Regions from separate parts of the Sus scrofa genome. Here region 1 is linked to region 2. The links are chromatin contacts, called in public Hi-C maps. All regions are on one chromosome and are shown on one strand. The core of a region is the stretch at or near the end of the contact, and the rest is flanking DNA. Distances in the headings are between cores, read along the strand shown.

Region 1 (5,554 bases), core at 366-2,865, 57 kb before region 2:
GGGCAGAGGTGGGGGGCGGTAGGGGCGGCGTGTGGTGGACCTGGGGCCACGTCGGGGTCTCTTCCCCTGCCCTTCTCGCCTGGGCTTCCCACCTCCTTCTGCCCCCCTCTTAGGTGGAGGCTTCCCGTCGGTCTCAGGATGTTCCTCGCTCTCCCCCTCCGTGGGTCTCTCCTTCCTTTATTTCCGAGATGAAGCTGGAAGGGAAATGTAACCTGAGGAGGCCAACCAAAGGAGGGGGGGGGAGAAAGAAAAATCAAACCAGGCCGCCTCCCCGCTCAGCCTCGGAACATTCTTCTCTCCCCGCCGGCCTCGCTTCTTCTCCCCGCCCCTCCGGCGTCGTGGCCCTGGGCTCGCCGCCTGGGCAGCTCCGCACGTCACTGGGGTCCCCCGGGGCTGGAGGGGTCCCCAGGGCGGGCCAGAGGGAGGACGGGAGAGAAGGGAGGGGAGCCGCCTCGGCCGCGGCAGAGCTCGGGCCCGCCGGGCCAGCCCTCCCCTCTTCCCCCGCCCCGACGAGCCTGTTTCTCATTAGAGTACGGGGCGCGGTCCCCGACCGGCTCCTGAGTGTTTGTAAACGTCTGACCCAAGGGCCAGTCGCTTAACCCTTTAGGTGCAGGCCTGGGGCACCGGTGGTGGCGCGGTCCTGAACCAGAGGGATTTGGAGTAAAAATCTCTGAGGCCTGTTAGAGAGGTTTGAAGCACACAGTCTGCCTAGGGGGAAAGGGTTACCTCTCCCCCACGAATCTCAGTCGAACCCCTTCTCATACAGCAGGGCCCCACCATGCCTGCCCTTCCTAGAAACTCCAGTTCTGTCTTTCTTCCACCTCCAGCCCAGGTGACAGGTGTCCAACCCTGGGGCCCCCCAGGTCGCTGGGCTCCGGGGCTCTGGTAAACCTGGCCGGGGTTATCAGGATTGCCGGAGCAGGATGCCATCGGATCCGAGATTCTTTCCAGACTACAGTTCTAGGGAGGAGGGAGCCGACTTCCCGTGGAGGCTAATTAATGTTCCCTCTGGGTGGCTGAGACTAGGGTAGAGGTAAAGCCCGGCCTGGATCATCGCCCATGGGCCCGTGGACCTTTGAACAGTGCCCGGAGACAGCTAAATATTCTTCACTTTTGGAAGACGGGGAGAGATGACCTGTGGAGGGGCTGATTTGGCAGAGCAAAGGCTTCCAGAAGGCCTAGTCAGGGGGGCCTAGGGCTGGGAGCTTCAGAGGAATGGCCTGCTCCTCTTCAGAGAAGCCTGGAGCCATGCTGCACTCCAGAACCGGCCTGGCCTTAGGTTTAGAGGGAAATGGGGGAGAGAGGTGGTCCTCCCTTGTTAGTTGCTGGCTGCACAATTCTCCAGAACTTTAAAAAAGGTCTTCCGTGGGTCCTCTATATTGTGGGCCCACTATGTGGCCCCTTTAAGACGCTCGGACCCAGAGCCTCTGAACTTAGGCTAAGTTGGGGATTGTGGTGGTAGCGCTCCCTGCGGGAAATGATTGTCATAACTGCGAGCCAATAGGCATCATTATGGTCGTACCACGCTTGAGGGACCGTTTTCCAATTCAGTTTTGTTCTTTTTTTTTTTTTGAGGGGGAGGGACTGGAGAGAGGACAGAGGGAAGGAGGGTGGGGGAGGACAAGGCGCGCGTGGTTTTCCCATCTCATCCCTGGAGGCGGGGCTGGAGCATCCCGGGCAGCCAATCAGGGACAGGCTGGGGGGGGCACTTTGAAGAAGTTTGGGGAAAAAAGTTTGGAAAAGTTTCTATAATAACGAGGGGGCGTCCAGAGGGAGGCGGCAGCGGCGAAGGAGGGGGCGTCTCGGAGAAGGGAGGGAGGGAGCCACCGGTCTAGAGACTGCAGCCTCCTGAGACTCCCCCCCTCCCACCCAGCCCGGGACCTGGGGGCTTTGGCCGGATCCATGGGGGCAGCGAGCTGCGAGGATGAGGAGCTGGAATTTAAGCTGGTGTTCGGGGAGGAAAAGGAGGCCCCCCCGCTGGGTGCGGGCGGTTCGGGGGAAGGTTAGTGCGGGGCTGGGAAGGGGTCTTGGGGTTCGTGAGGGACGGGCGAGGGGATCCCGAAGCTGGGGACTTTAAGGTAGAGAGCCTGGGGTGAGAGATGAGGGGGCCAGAGGTTGAGGGGAGTCCCAGGGCTCGAGGATCTGTGGAGGTGAGGCTGGGGGCCGGGCACCACTTTCTCCTTTTTAGGTCGTGACTGGGGTGGGGGTGGGGGTGCTGTTGGCTGCGCGCCGCCTCTCGCTCGGCTCCGCCGACTGTCACTGGATGGGGGCGGGCGGGAACAGCGGTCCCGAGAGCCCGAGGCGCCGCCAGGGAAAGGGAGGTTGGGCTCTAGAGGTTGCCCTTTGGGGACCGATCCCTAGGCCCGCAGCCTAGACGCCGGGGGCTGGGGGCGCTCTCAGGCCCCGCCAGGGCTCCCCTCCCCCTCCCCTGTCTGGCCGCAATGAGAGGCAGATGGCGGGGATCGAGCCGGGGGCGGCGGCCGGCCGCTCGCACGAATCCGCACAGCCTGCGCCCCCCCCTCCAACCCCGCCCTCGCCCGGCCGGCGCACTGCACCCCCTCGGTTGCACCCCCGCCCCCAGATTGGGGGGAGCGAGGGAGGAGCCACCACCACTCGTCATCACGGCCCTGGCGCCCCCCTTCCCCCGGCCACCGTTGCGATGGCAACTGGGGCTCCTGCCAGCGCCGTTTGGGGGTTTGGGAACCGCTGCTAATTGGGTTCATGTGTGAGTCGCCCCCAGCCCAGCCCAACGCTTCCCTTAAACACGCCTCCAGGCCCAGCTCCAGCCGCTCTCAACCCGCCTCCCTCACCTTAAGACCCGCCCCGTCTGGTACCCCAGGTCCCAGGGCCAGGAGCTCAGACCGTGAGGTTCCCTGAGCCTGGCGTGCGTGGATCTGTATCCACCTTCCCACGTCCAACTTTGCTTTGTCTTGTGGCTCTGAAGGGCATCTCAGAGACTCCTCTTTGCTGAGGAGGGGGTAGCATACAGGATTTGGGAGGCTGTGCACTCAAAGAACCTAGACATCTCACCTGCTTCTCTCTCTCCCCCTCTCCTGTGTCATCCCTCTCTCTGTCCCCTTCCCTTTCTATTTTGACAGAACTGGACTCAGAGGACACCCCACCATGCTGCCGTCTGGCCCTGGGGGAGCCCCCTCCCTATGGCGCCACCCCTATTGGCATTCCCCGGCCTCCACCCCCTCGGCCTGGCATGCACTCCCCACCACCCCGCCCAGCCCCCTCTCCTGGCACTTGGGAGAGCCAGCCAGCCCGGTCAGTGAGGCTGGGGGGGCCGGGAGGGAGCTCCGGTGGGGCTGGGGGAGGCCGCGTTCTTGAGTGCCCCAGCATCCGCATCACTTCCATCTCTCCCACTCCTGACCCACCAGCCACGCTGGAGGACAATCCAGATGCCTGGGGGGAAGGCTCCCCCAGGGATTACCCCCCACCAGAAGGCTTTGGAGGCTACCGAGAGGCAGGGGGCCAGGGCGGAGGCCCCTTCTTCAGCCCAAGCCCAGGCAGCAGCAGCCTGTCCTCCTGGAGCTTCTTCTCAGACGCCTCCGACGAGGCAGCCTTGTATGCAGCCTGTGATGAGGTGGAGTCTGAGCTAAATGAGGCAGCCTCCCGCTTTGGTCTGGGCTCTCCACTGCCCTCGCCCCGGGCTTCCCCTAGGCCGTGGACCCCAGATGACCCCTGGAGCCTGTATGGTCCGAGCCCTGGAGGCCGGGGGCCAGAGGATAGCTGGCTACTCCTCAGCGCTCCTGGGCCCACCCCCGCCTCCCCAAGACCTGCCTCTCCCTGTGGCAAGCGGCGCTATTCCAGCTCAGGAACCCCATCTTCGGCCTCCCCAGCTCTGTCCCGCCGAGGCAGCCTAGGGGAGGAGGGGCCTGAGCCACCTCCACCACCCCCATTGCCTCTGGTCCGGGACCCTGGCTCCCCCGGCCCTTTTGACTACGTGGGAGCCCCACCAGCAGAGAGCATCCCCCAGAAGACCCGGAGGACTTCCAGCGAGCAGGCGGTGGCCCTGCCTCGGGCTGAGGAACCTGCCCCATGCAACGGGAAGCTGCCTTCAGGAGTAGAGGAGGCCGGGGCTCCTCCCGGGGGTCCTCGGAAGGAGGTGGCAGGCATGGACTACCTGGCAGTGCCCTCCCCACTGGCTTGGTCTAAGGCCCGGATTGGGGGACACAGCCCAATCTTCAGGTGAGGGTTGTGACTTGCACCACTGCTGTGTCCAGCCACCCCACTCTGGGGGCAGGAGGGTCAAGGAAGGGATAGGTTTGAAAAAAGGTCTTGGTTGTGTTCCCTGGGCATTTCAGAAGAGAATCTGCTACCAGCTTATAGCTGTTGTCATCTACTCAGTTTTCTTTCTTTCTTTCTTTTTTTTTTTTTTTGTCTTTTTGTCTTTTTGCCATTTTTTTGGGCCACTCCCACGGCATATGGAGGTTCCCAGGCTAGGGGTCTAATCGGAGCTGTAGCTGCCAGCCTATGACAGAGCCACAGGAATGCGGGATCTGAGCCATGTCTGCAACCTACATCACAGCTCACCGCAACGCTGGATCCTTAACCCACTGAGCAAGGGCAGGGATCGAACGCGCAACCTCAAGGTTCCTAGTCGGATTTCGTTAAACACTGCGCCACGACAGGAACTCCATCTACTCAGTTTTAAGGAGAATTTTTTTTCAAAAGCAGCCCCTTTGGACAGATGATTTGCAAAAGGACAGTTACTCCCTTTGGACCAATTAGAAAAAGCCCTTCCAACCCTCGGAGGACCACGTAGGTAAAGGAAGAATTTCTCTAGGGTGTCTCCCACCCCCAGCTCTGTGGTGAAACATATAGGGCCGGATTTCAGCCCTTCACTAACCTTTTTTTTTTTTTTTTTTAAGGGCCACAGGTGAGGCATATGGAAGTTCCTAGGCTAGGGGTTGAATTGGAGCTGCAGCTGTTGGTCTACACCACGGCCACAGTAACGCTGGATCCTTGACCCACTGAACGAGGCCAGGAACCGAACCCACATCCTCATGAGTAGTAGTTGGATTCGTTTCCGCTGCGCCATGACAGGAACTCCCAGCCCTTCTCTAACTCTTAATTTCTAGGGTCTGACATGTGGCTTAAAAGTATACCTTCTGGGAGATCCCGTCGTGGCTCAGTGGTTAACGAATCTGACTAGGAACCATGAGGTTGCAGGTTCGATCCCTGGCCTTGCTCAGTGGGGTAAGGATCAGGCGTTGCCGTGAGCTGTGGTGTAGGTCGAAGACGTGGCTCGGATCCCATGTTGCTGTGGCTGTGGTGTAGGTCGGCGGCTACAGCTCTGATTCGACCCTTAGCCTAGGAACCTCCATATGCCGCGGGAGAGGCCCAAGAAATGGCAAAAAACCAAAAAAAAAAAAAAGTATACCTTCTAAATTTGAATAAAATAGCATGTATTTTCAAATCAGATAACTTGTATTAAAAAAAGCAGTTCTTGGAGTTTCTGTCGTGGCTCAGTGGTTAATGAATCCAGGTAGGAACCATGAGGTTGCAGGTTCAGTCCCTGGTCTTGCTCAGTGGGTTAAGCATCCGG
Region 2 (5,700 bases), core at 3,068-5,567:
TAGATAAATTTGCGAGGGTGCAGCCCCTATGATGAGATTAGTGTCCTTGTAGGAAGGCAAAGAGGAGTTCCTGTTGTGGCTCAGTAGGTCAAAAACTGGACTAGTATCCACGAGGAAGCAGGTTCGATCCCTGGCCTCACTCAGTGGGTTAAAGAATCTGGCATGGCCACAAGCTGTGGCATAGGTTTGGGATGCAGCTTGGATGTGGTACTGCTGTGACTGTGCTGTGGACCATGGCTGCAGCTCCAATTCAACCCCTAGCCTGAGAACTTCCATATGCTGCATTGGTGGCCCTAAAAAGAAGAAGAAAGAAAAGAAGACAAAGAAACGATAGCTCGCTTGCTCTCAAGCACTTGAAGATACAAGGAAAAGACGGCCATCTGCAGGCAGGAAGTCGGCTCTCACCAGACACTTGATTTGCTGGCACCGTGATCTTGAATGTCCAGCCTCTAGAACTATGAGATATAAGTTTCTGTTGTTTAAGCCACTTAGTCTACAGTGTTTTGGTTATAGCAACCTCAATGGACCAAGACAAATCACAGGCCATCCAACGTTTCTTCCTGACCTTGGAAGCCTTGCTGTTACTGCCCCTCAGACTCCAAGACCTTCCTAAACTTGGCCAAGCTTCCAGACTTCCAACGACTGCTTCTTGCTGCTTTTCTCACTTGCTGAAACTTCTGCTCAGTGCTGGCAGGAGGATAGGGTGGCAAGAAAGATCCGTCCTCCTGCCAGCGCTGAGCAGAAGCTTGAACAAGTGACAAAAGCAGCAAGAAGCAGACACCTGGCGCTCATGTAGACATGGTCACACAGTATTTATAGAGCACTTTCTGTGTGCCAGGCCCTGTTCAGGTGTGGAACAGACGGCAGGTGATGAGAGTGGCGTGGTCTCTGCCCACGGTCAGGTAAGTGAGGCAACTCCACAAGCAAATACAGTGCAGGGTGGTAAGGGAAAGAACCTGGCATAGGAGCCCACAGCACAGGGGCTCAAAGCCTCAGCTCAGAGAGGTTTATCTTCCGTCACCACCAGCCCCCCCAAAGTAATGCATATGCTACTGCAGTGCATGAGTGAAAGGTTCAGAATTCCTAAGTGGAAGATTGATTAGGAAGGTACTTAGCAAAATCTCTACTTTCTATTCAAGGGAATTTTAAGCAATAATCAGGCTTTACCCATATGGCTTCTGAGCCCTCTTAGCGAGATTTTTCTTTTGCAGGGTTGAACAATTTACAAGGTCTGATTTGAGATTATTCCTCCTGTTTTTAGAGGAGTGAATAAAGAAGACATGTCCACAGTTGAGCACTGTGGGCACCGTAGACTATTAGTCACAGCTTCCCTCCATCATGAATCTCCCTTCTCATCTGGGACATTGGTGGCTGAACTTTCCCAAGTCTCTAACAGAGAAAGTCCCCAGTAGGGAATATATCTATATCTATATCTATATCTATATCTATATCTATGTCTATGTCTATATCTATGTCTATATTATATATATCTATATTTCTGTATATCTCTGTCTCTATCTATCTACCCATCTGAGTCACTTTGCTGTATAGTTGAAATTGGCACAACATTGTAAATCAACTATACTTTAATTAAAAAAAAAAAAGAAAAGGAAAAGAACAAAGTCCCCAGTAGGCAGGCAGTCCCAGAAATAAGCAAAATAAAAGAAAGTCCCACACTGTATCTCATTCTCATGTTAGAAAGCCCACAAAGTAGGGACACAGTCTTTAGGGAATTAGCCTGTTGTGGCCCCCTTTGCCTGGCAAAGCAACAAAGCTAACCTTTTCTCCTTTACTGTCCCCCCCAATAAAAGCCCACAAACTGTCTATTGAGATGGGGACCCCCCAAGCTTTGCTATACCATGTTTTCTTACTGGCCATTTATGATGTCTTTTGTTTCTAGGTAAAAGTGAATATGCCTGAAAGAGAGAAGCATTGTAACAGGTAAGTGGCCACAATAAAACAAAACAAAAATCCTACCTACTTTTTAAAGATTGTCCTAGAGTCCTTTGGACAGGCACCAGTTTTGTTTCCTAATTTGTATGGTAACAGTAACTTACCTATATTGAGTACTTGCTCTGTGCTTTCCAACCCTGTGGGGGTAGATACAGTATTTCTTTGCATTTATAGGGGAGGAGTTCCCATTGTGGCTCAGCAGAAATGAATACAATTAGTAACCATGAGGTTGTGGGTTCCATCCCTGGCCTCGCTCAGTGGGTTAAGGATCCGGCAGTGCTGTGAGTGATGAGGCTCAGATCCTGAGTTGCTGTGGCTCTGACATAGGCCATCAGCTGTAGCTCCAATTGAACCCCTAACCTGGGAACCTCCCTATGCTGCAGGTGTGGCCCTAAAAAGAAACATAATGCATTGATAGGGGAAGAAAATTAGGCACAGAGAGGTTGTGTAACTCTCTGAAGGTCATGGGTGGCTGTTAAGCCAGAGGCTCCAGTGTCCACCTCTTCACCACCACGTTCACTGCCTTTCATGCAAGTGTAGTCATTTTGTTGCTAGAGTTACTTTCCTCCCACTAATCTATGGACTTTTCAACTTTTATTAATGTATGAATATACATTAATATAATGTATATCAAGATTTCTCTTTCAATTTGGTCCAGACTAAGATGATTTACAAACTAAAACAGAACCTGATTTAGGGAGGACAGACTAATTTTAGCAGGTTGACTTTAAGGGGAGATAGGACCCATTCAGTTGGGTCCAAGAATGATTCTCTTGGCCCTGATAGAGTTTGACTTGAATGCCATGCCCTCGATTTCTGAGCTATAATGAGAAGACAGCTATTTTGAGTTGCCACTTAAGTATTTTACAGTACGACAACCCTACTTGAACCCAGGGTCTGGACATTTAGATAAGGATCCAAGTTTAGGACTCCTGTCCCAAATTCCTGCTTTGCTTTACCTGGGGCACCTTTTAAAATGACCGCTTAGAGGGCTCCCTGGTGGCCTAGTGGTTAAAGGATCTGGTGTTGTCATTGCTATGACTTGGGTCACTGCTGTGGCGTAAGTTTGATCCCTGGCCCAGGAAATTCCACATGTCATGGGGTGCAGCAAAAAAAAAAAAAAAAAAAAAAAAGAAAAAGAAAAAAGAAAAAAGGAAAAAGAAAGATCAGTTAGAGTTGAGTTCATATAAAGTTAGTGACCTCCAACCCAACCACCTTGCATGTAATAAGTTCTTGCTATCCTGTGTACATATGAACTGAGATGGAGGACTGCCCTTCCCCTGGTTCATTGCCTCCCCTCCTCCCTCCTGGTTTCTGAGATCTGTGAGTAATAAGTCTTACGACATCACTTCCTTTGTGTGAGTGTACTGCACCTTCAATCAAAACAACCATGGGTTTTTCACTTCCTCAAATGGAGAGCTCAGATGCTGAGGGAGCTACCCACTGATCCCATGTGGTGGCTTGTACCTTCTCATTCAGCAAGTCATACTCTGCATATCCTTAATTTAATGCACCAGCTACAGTCCCCCAACACATGAGGGGTGCCATTTTCCCTCAGCTAATAAATGGTGCTGTTTCATAAGTTTCCACACTCTTGTAGGTAGTGAAAAATGAATCAGGGGAGATTGCAGCAGCTGGATTGCAAAGGCCCAAAAAAAGTACATTCAGAGTGATAGATTTGATGTTAGACCCTCCCCCTCCCCCAGGATCCCCTTAAGGGGTTTAGCAGTGAAGTTCATTCAAATAGGTCACTATGGCAACCTCAGTGTGGAGAATGGACTCAGAGAAGCAAAACTGGAGGTCAATGTGCGGGTTAGGAAGCATTCAAAGAACTCTGAGATGTGGGTAATTTGAGAGAGGATGGATGGGAAACAATGGATGGACCTGGTGGATGTGAGTGATTGGACAGAGAGGAATCGAGGATGATGGCTGGGGTTCTGCTTGGGCAACAGGGATGTTCCTTTTTTAAACACAGAGAAAGGGAGAAAGACAGGATTTAGGGAGGACAGACTAATTTTAGCAGGTTGACTTTAAGGTGGGATAGGTAGTGTAGGAGTCTGAGATTTAGGAGGGAGGTCCTGTATAGAGACAAAAATGTGGTCATTGTCAGAGCACAGATGGAGATTCGTACTTTCGAGGTTGTGTCAGGACGAAAGGAATCCTAAGGCAGAACCTTGAGGAAAACTGACATTTGGGAGATGTTTAGCAGTACAGGAGCGTAAAAAAGAATGTGGTCTGAGCAGAGACATGGAGGGAGCACCCAGAGCATGCAGTCAGGTGGGGCAGGGAGTTGCTTCTAGAAGGAGGGAGTGGACAACAGAGTCAAATGTTAGGGAGAGCCTGAGTAACAGAGGACTGGATGATAGTGACATTGGTGACTGACACAGAAGTCATGAGTGACCAGTTGAGGGCAGTTTAGGTGGAGCAGCAGAGGCTACCGTTGACTTAAGGGGTGAGCAACTGGTAAGCATAGATACTTGGCTCTAAAGGAGAGGAGAGGTGATGTCTACTAGCTGCGGGGGCATATAAAGCTGAGGATAACTATATACCCACCGCTATTGCCATACCATCCTTTTCTCGTCTAGACCTAAGAGACTTGAGTCTATTTAACTGCTAAACAGAAGCAGTGAGAGGGAGGGAGACACTGAACATTCAGGAGGGTGAAGAGGAAAGGAAAAGGATATGTTTGCAGGAAATGAAATCCACAGCTGGTGGATGAAGATAGCTGCCTTGACAGAAGAAAGGGCACAGCTTCTACTGAGCCAGATGCGAAGAAGGAGAGATGAGGAGGATGGTGAGTTTCTGGATGTGCCATTGGGAAGGGGTCCTCCTGGGGCTTCTGCTTTCTTGGTGAAGCAGAAAGTGAGGTACCTGCTGCTGGCAGTGGGGGCAGAGTTGGAGGGTAAAAGGTTTGAGAGACCAGAAGGCTTCAGTTGGATTCCAGGGAGAATGAGGAAAGAAGCTGGCAAAGAAGAATTGACTGGAGGATTGAGGACCAGGGGTGGCTGGAGACCATGGATTGAGAGCTGCAGCAAATGCTTCAGCCGGACTTCTCTCTGTAGAAAGCAGCTGCCAGGGCGTGGGTGTAGGAAAGGTCGACAGTTGGATTCTATTCTTAGGCTCCTCAAAGTCCTAGGAGATTTTAGTGCCTGGAGAGGAACACTAGCCACCATCTGTGCTTTATTTATTGTTTAACTCATTTGCTTCATAAACCTGCTTAAGCAAAAATTGTCTAAACATTTATATAACCAATGAGCCAAAATCTACACATTTTACAAATCAGATCATTTAAACATTGACTGAAAACTTAAATTCTCCTACACATTTCAATAGAGTCATCAGGGTAGTATGTCAGCTTCTCTAAAGGCATCAAATCTTTTGGTAAAGCACATGCCTTTCAAGGATTATAAAGTATATGACACCTACACTTACTATAAAATTGGGTTTATAGACCCAGGAGAAGGACACTATCTCAGTTCAGACCAATTTTTGAGTCTGGATAGACAAAAGATGAATAGTATCTCAGTGTAGATGAGGTTTTGAATTATTACTCAATGAGTTCTTGGTTGGGACCTGCTTTACCTTTTAAGATGTTGAATATCTGAGCCAGTGCTTATCTTATATATCACCGGAATTTTCATTTTCCAGTACCTTTTCCATTCATTTCCATGAATTAGTGTAATGTAACTGGATGCCTCTTTTTTAAAATGATGTCTTTAAGTTTTGTGGGTTTTTTTTTTTTTTTTG

What was found. A called contact is a pair of places that touch in the nucleus more often than the background predicts.
Region 1: a Hi-C map of liver shows a contact between it and region 2, with 4 times the contacts expected there. The contact joins the promoter of NFATC4 here to the promoter of KHNYN in region 2. A contact is called at or near these places in 4 of 5 promoter capture datasets (fetal liver, fetal skeletal muscle, liver and 1 more), 11 of 47 Hi-C or Micro-C datasets (epiblast stem cells, heart right ventricle, liver and 6 more) and 2 of 2 datasets of contacts at active chromatin or transcription factors (alveolar macrophages and skeletal muscle).

Annotation. Positions count from the first base shown.
Region 1 is chr7:74,925,749-74,931,302 of Sscrofa11.1, reverse strand. It overlaps NFATC4 (nuclear factor of activated T-cells, cytoplasmic 4), which reads left to right and starts at 1,615. Exons shown (of 10, transcript XM_013978173.2): 1 at 1,615-2,002; 2 at 3,099-4,194. The coding sequence starts at 1,903. It overlaps LOC110261591 (a long non-coding RNA gene), which reads right to left and starts at 1,584. Exons shown (of 2, transcript XR_002345915.1): 1 at 727-1,584; 2 at 1-194.
Region 2 is chr7:74,871,101-74,876,800 of Sscrofa11.1, reverse strand. KHNYN (protein KHNYN) reads left to right here and starts at 4,317. Exons shown (of 8, transcript XM_021099195.1): 1 at 4,317-4,747. The coding sequence starts at 4,636.